Linked DNA regions of Zea mays: region 2 is linked to region 1. Evidence: chromatin contacts called from public Hi-C data. All regions are on one chromosome and are shown on one strand. Each heading gives the region's core, a stretch centred on a gene start, on an enhancer-like site or on the middle of the called end of the contact. The rest is flanking DNA. Distances are from core to core; before and after follow the strand shown. Region 1 holds the start of LOC100284306 (Ethylene response factor). Region 2 holds the start of LOC100502415.

Region 1 (3,214 bases), core at 512-3,011:
TCTTTTCCCCTATTTCATACTTCACTCTGCAAACATGTCAAGCAGTGTCATCTATAGTTCGTGTCCCCTATTTTATACTACCCGGAGACAGTCTGATAGAATAGTTGTTGGAGATAGCCTTAGAACGCATCTTACCGAGCTTCTAAAATAGCTTCTAGACCGAACTTTAAAAGAAATCTCGTCGAGCATATTTTTACCGAGAAGTAATTATATTATAATTCCGTGGAGTAATCTCTACTCCTATAAAACACCAATTTTCTTGATTTTCATCATTGTTTCTTTCAAAAAAGCTCTTATACTTCTTTCTAATCTAATCCGCGGTCCACCGTTGTCGTGTGTTGTCAAATGACATGAGTTGTTACCTCCCAGATAAGCCGTGAGAAAACACTCAATCCCGACACGACGCGAAGCCATATGCAATGCAATGCTCCTGTATAGTACCACCCCGCTAGCTGAAGAAGGACGAGCAAACGAGTTACATATAAAAAGGGGACAAATCTCCTTTTCAACCCATATTTCTTTGCCTTTCGGTACTCCTTTAAAAGCACCAGTTTTTTAGTTTCCACCGTCATTCCTTTTGCAAAAAAGTCCTTGCACTTCTTTCTAATATAACGTGCGGTCCATCGTAATTGTGCATCGTCATAACGTGGACGTTACCTCCTAGATGGATCGTGAAAAAACACCAAGCCCAACACAACACGAAGATACACCTCGCTAGCTGAAGGAGAATAGCGGCCGAGTTAGATATAAAAAAGGGACAAGTCTCCTTTTTCAACCCATATATTTTTCGGCCTTTTGTCTAAGATAAAGCAATATTTACAGTTTAATATTTTGGTATGTGGGTCATATGTCCATTTTTTTGAGAGGGTGCACTTTAATTTTAATTTTTTGTAGGGAGTGTCTATCACACTGGCTTACCACTTGACTCTCACGTGTCGTACAATAATTACTATATCATCAAATATAATTAGTGTGACATCACAATGTACAAGCATTATATTAAACATAGTCATTTTTTATACTCCCCTCCGAACCAAATTAGTATCTATTTTAGCTCTTGGTTTTTATGTTTATATTCTGGGTGGTGATGAATTTAAATATATGTATAAGACACCTACACCAAATGATGTATAAATCCATTAAAAAACTAATACGAATTTTAATTTGGGACAGAGAAAGTGTAACTTTTATTTTAGCACCACTATGTTTTGTTTTGATAGCATGCAATAGGCTCTGGTTGGAATACATTAAAGCAAGTGTACCTGCTAGCCAACCTCCGTTTCCAAATAATACTTAATATAAAATAACATTTTATTAAAGTACTTTTGATATTTTATTATAAGAATAAAATTCTAGACATATTTAAACAAATTTTATTTTTTTGCGTCTAAAAATATATCACCATGGTAATCATGTTTTGATCGCAACTGTCACGTGTGTGTGGTGGTGGTGGGGGTCGTACTCTTTTTCCTCTCTTTAATAAATAACTATATAATGGGATTTTGCTTCGGTAAAAGAGGAGATATGGTTGGACCTAACCATGGTGGCGAGGAAAAAAAGATGACTGCGCCGAAGCGAGCCGGGGCCGCAGCAGCAACAGCACACACGCGAGGCGGCAGGAGGAGAGTGGCGCGGGCCCCACCGCAGCTATCTCCTTTGGCGTCTCTGTCCAGTAGTGCGTCAGCGTCGCTTCCGATTATTTAAGTAGCACGGCCACGGCTAGCTACCATCTCCCCAACTCCGCCTCCCAAGTCCCACCCCCACTCCCTCGCTCACCAGAGGAACTAGCGGACCAGGCAAAGCCGAGCCGCACCGCAACCGCGAAGATCTTGCGTGGCCTCCTTTTCCCAGCTCGTCACTGTGCCGCTCGTGCCCTACACTCCCGGTCCGCCCAACCAATAATCCATCCATCCATCCATCCACCACCACCCCGCTGCGGCGATGTGCGGCGGCGCCATCCTCTCGGGTTTCATCCCGCCGTCCGGGGTGGCGGCGGCGGCGGCGGCGGCCAAGAAGCAGCAGCAGCAGCAGCAGCGGTGCCGTGTGACTGCGGACCTGCTATGGCCGGGGCCCGGCAGTAAGGGAGCTCCCCAGGACAAGGAGGAGGACTTCGAGGCCGACTTCCGCGAGTTCGAGCGCGGCCTCGGCGAGGATGACGTGGACAGCGCCGGCGAAGGCGGCGACCCCGAGGTCCAGGAGCTTCCTCCGCCGGAGCCGACGAGGTTTGCCTTCGCCACCGCGGCCAAGGCGGCAGTTGGTGAGCACCGCATTAAAGTCGCTACTTCGTTTTCTCCTTATATGTATATCGCGCGCGCGCACAATCGCACACACACACTTCTTGGACGGGCGAAAGAAAGATGCCTCTTTTGCGGCGCTGTTTCTCGAATCTCCTTTGGTTGTTGATGAGATAGCCGAGGTTCCTTTGCGGTGCAGCCAAGCAGGGAAATTTTGTCTTCATTTCTCTGGTTAGCCTTTAGCCATGGAGTGGGCAAGGCTGTTCAATTCTCTGGCTTAGCCTTTTCAGCCTTGGTATTTTGTATGCAATCCGCTAGCTTCTCAGTATGGAGTGATATATGCTACGAACTGTGAAATTATTTACTATACTAGTTCTTAATGTAGTCCATGTGCTTTGCTCTGTGTTATGCCTAGATCATTGTGTTAGCTCGGGATTTAAGCAAGGCGGATTTGTTGAATTTTTTTTGTATATATATATTATACGATTAGCACAAATGATCTATTGAGCGATTATGAAAATAAGTACTTATTTATGTTAGGGCGTGTTGAGTTTAGTTGTGTTGGAATTGGCCATCTTATTCCGAATATGATGTTTAGTTAAGTTGAGAATAATTTCTGGAATTTTTCCCTTGCTAACTGTTATCTCCTTATATAGATCCTTCAGGTCGAAGCTTCTTTATTATCTGTCAACTTTATTTGTTTAGATCCGGGTTAGATAAGAATTTAAGCGCTTCTAATTTACACGATCATGATTCTGAACTTGATTAATTAAGTAGGTAAGGAGGCCAAAAGGGTATTCTAACCTGTAGTATTTGAAGATCTTGATGGATCTTCATAGCTGACTCTTCTTCTTTTTTTCCTGAGAGAATGACATTATTTATGCTTCAGCCTCTTTGTTGTTTGCTACTTTTTCTCCAATTCAGCAACCCGAACAAACTACCCTACAAACAAGTAGAGTAGCTATTCGTTGATTACAAAC
Region 2 (3,214 bases), core at 502-3,001, 790 kb after region 1:
CAAATTAAAAATTTCAAAGAAATGATTAATTTATTTTTGAAGATCAACCAAGTCTGATTCTTACATGGGAAAGATAACACAATAGAGTACTCACTCCATATTGCAGATCTCAATAGCTAAAACCGGATGAAAGATTAAAACTCATACAACTAGGACCTAGGCTAGGAATGACTCGAGATATAAAATTGAAGAGATGGCTAGTTGGACAACCTCATGTCTTATTTTTAGAGCTATTACACATCCCAACGTGCATCCAGTGGTCATGGGCTCTTCACGACTTTGCTTTGCCTTGACGCAAGGTTCACGATGATGCCATATACCTCCTCATGTTTCCACCAAAATTTTAATCAGGTTTTGAGACCAAAAACCAAGAAATTGTTTGCTCGATGATTTTGAGGCCCAAACCACTATACGCCTCATGAGTAGCATACATGATACACTCAGTTCATGATCTCGACACGTGTCACCGACAGCCCATGATTGCCTAATCACCAAGTCATATAATGTATTTGCTTGACTTGGTTAACATGATATGTTCCTCCATCTACCTTTTGCACTTGTTGATTCACTAGGTGTCAACCATCACGCTCATTGCTTCGGTTTCTCCAATTCCTCAATTGAAGTCTGAGCGTCCGTCCTCCACCACTCTAGTCCATCAGCATGAACTCACTTAACCTCATCTATGTGCTTCACACCTACACATCACGAGTCAAGAGTTGTATTGTACAACATTATACTCACTACATGAGGTTAGTCAACACTAAACTAAAACCAATCATCGATAATCAGTTATTGTACTTAAATACCATGGGTAAATATCAACTACATATTTATATTTTTATATTCAGTTATTAGTTATATACAATGTAGCTCGTTCAGCAAAGCACAATATTGCTACATGGCACCACACAAAGGTATTAACATTAGATACCTTTGTGTTATATCACTTTTTTGTTACTATTATGCTCAGCAAAGTTTTTTTTATAGTTCCATGCAATACCATGGTATTTAACAAGACTTTGATATTTTATACAGAAAGATGTTTGGTAAATGTTTTAAAAACTATATATTAAAAACCACATTATTATGAATACTATAGTAAAACCATAGTATTGAAAAATTTGGTCTAGACCAATGTCTTTCCTTGTTGCGTGTGAAACTATGGTATTGCAAAATTATGGTATTGAAATATTTTGTTTATGATATAGCATTAAAAAAATTAGTATTGTAAAACTGTGGTATTAAAAAACTTTGCTTCTAAACAGATGCTACATGATATCAGTTTATTTAATGACTATAAAACTATTACGAAACTTTGTAACCTTATTGAGGCTGACCTTAGCAAATCTGTATCTACTCGCACCATAATCCGCCAATCCGAAACGACCCTTCCTTTGCGTGTTTGAAGCTCACCACTCACACCATAAACAGTGGACCATGCTGGATTTTGGTCTGATTTTGCCAACAAGGAACGCGCCGCGCCGCACTGACCACCGCATCTCGCTCGTTTGGAAGCGTCTGTCTGAGGTTCTCCAAATCCACATCAGACCAGCCCACCGACCGCGTCTCCCACGTCCGAACCGAGCACCGCATCGCAAACTCGTGGCGCATGGAGCTTCGTTTTGGGGTGTGCCGCACCCACCCACCCACCCAGCCCAGCCCAGTCACAGCCTTGCCTCCAAAAAGCGCTGCTCGCTTCGGCACTCGTTGATAAAGCGGCTAGCCGAGCGCCGTGGCAGAACCGCGGAACGCAATAGCCAATAGGTAGCGGAGCACCGCACCGCGAAGCAAACGAGAGGGGAAAAAAAAGCACGAGGAGGCCGCGCCCGCGAAGGAATCACTTGCCCGGGCGTGGGCCGCCCACCGGCCACCGCCCAGCCGCTGCCGCAGTGCCGCCCGCCTGCCTGCCTGCCTGGTGCGGTGGTGCCTGCCCACGGGAACGGGATAGCTGGCTGACGGACGCATTGCGGAGCGGACTGGGAGACTACGGGTAAGATAATAAAAGGGCCAGGCGTGGCGGGGCGCAACCACCGCTGTGCCTCGGAGAGGAGGACAGCTCTCGCGCCGCGGCTGCCGCCATGTGGACGCCGTCGCGCGGGAGCAACGCCCGGCGCAGCGGCCACCGCCGCATCGCGGACTACCTGGCGGACGACCAGACCACCACCACAGCCACCGACGCCTCCGACAACGAGTCCTACACTACCGCCTATGGGGAGGAGTTCTTCGCCGCCGCCGCCGCCGGGAGCGGCGGCGCCGGCGGCATGCTGCCGGCATTCCTGGCGGACCAGGGGGACCTGGTGGAGGTCATGCTGGAGCTGGACGAGGAGTCCATGGTGGTGCGCAGCGTCACGCCCACCAGCGCGGCGCTCTACGGCGCCGCCTCCCTCCCGGCGCCGCCGTCCGCGGGGGTCCTCGGGGTGTCGCCGTCGCCGCGCCGCGCGCCTTCGGAGGGCGGCGGCCGCCTGAGCCGGTGCTCGTCGACGTCGTCGCGGATACGGAAGAAGTTCGCGTGGCTCCGGTCGCCGTCGCCCTCCCCGTCCCCGTACCGCCCCACGCCCGCCGAGCTTCAGCGGGAGGCCGCCATGGCGGCGCGCGAGCGGCGGCGGGAGCAGGCGCAGCTCAACCGGTCCCGCGCCGGCGCCAGGCGCGCGCTCAAGGGCCTCCGCTTCATCAGCCGCACCACGGGCTCCGTCGAGGCCGCCGAGCTCTGGCGCCGCGTCGAGGAGCGCTTCAACGACCTCGCCCGCGAAGGGCTGCTCTCCCGCGACGACTTCGGCGAATGCATCGGTACGGCCACACTCGACGCCGCTGCTGCTTCTTGCCTGCAGTTCACATTGTTATCCTCCGCACACGCGAGGAAACAGCTCGATCCTACTGTAATTGCGACGTCCTTATCCGCGATCTTATGGCGCTCCACGCCCAAACTGCAGGAATGGTGGACTCCAAGGAGTTCGCGGTGGGCATCTTCGACGCGCTGGCGCGGCGGCGGCGGCAGAACCTGGAGCGGATCACCAAGGAGGAGCTCTACGACTTCTGGCTCCAGATCTCCGATCAGAGCTTCGACGCGCGGCTCCAGATCTTCTTCGACATGTACTGAGCTAAATTTCACGCGCCCCCATTTCTCTTCCTTTCCCCGGGTCCCAAGTAAAGTAACGTCACAAATCGATCCGTCCCAATTCCCGGTGCGTGCGCACCTGCACTACGCTTTGCGCCC

What was found. A called contact is a pair of places that touch in the nucleus more often than the background predicts.
Region 2: a Hi-C map of endosperm shows a contact between it and region 1, with 3 times the contacts expected there. The contact joins the promoter of LOC100502415 here to the promoter of LOC100284306 in region 1. A contact is called at or near these places in 2 of 25 Hi-C or Micro-C datasets (bundle sheath and endosperm).

Annotation. Positions count from the first base shown.
Region 1 is chr7:125,575,498-125,578,711 of Zm-B73-REFERENCE-NAM-5.0, forward strand. LOC100284306 (Ethylene response factor) reads left to right here and starts at 1,762. Exons shown (of 3, transcript NM_001157201.2): 1 at 1,762-2,257. The coding sequence starts at 1,942.
Region 2 is chr7:126,370,231-126,373,444 of Zm-B73-REFERENCE-NAM-5.0, forward strand. LOC100502415 reads left to right here and starts at 1,752. Exons shown (of 14, transcript NM_001365550.1): 1 at 1,752-2,787; 2 at 2,931-3,090. The coding sequence starts at 2,079.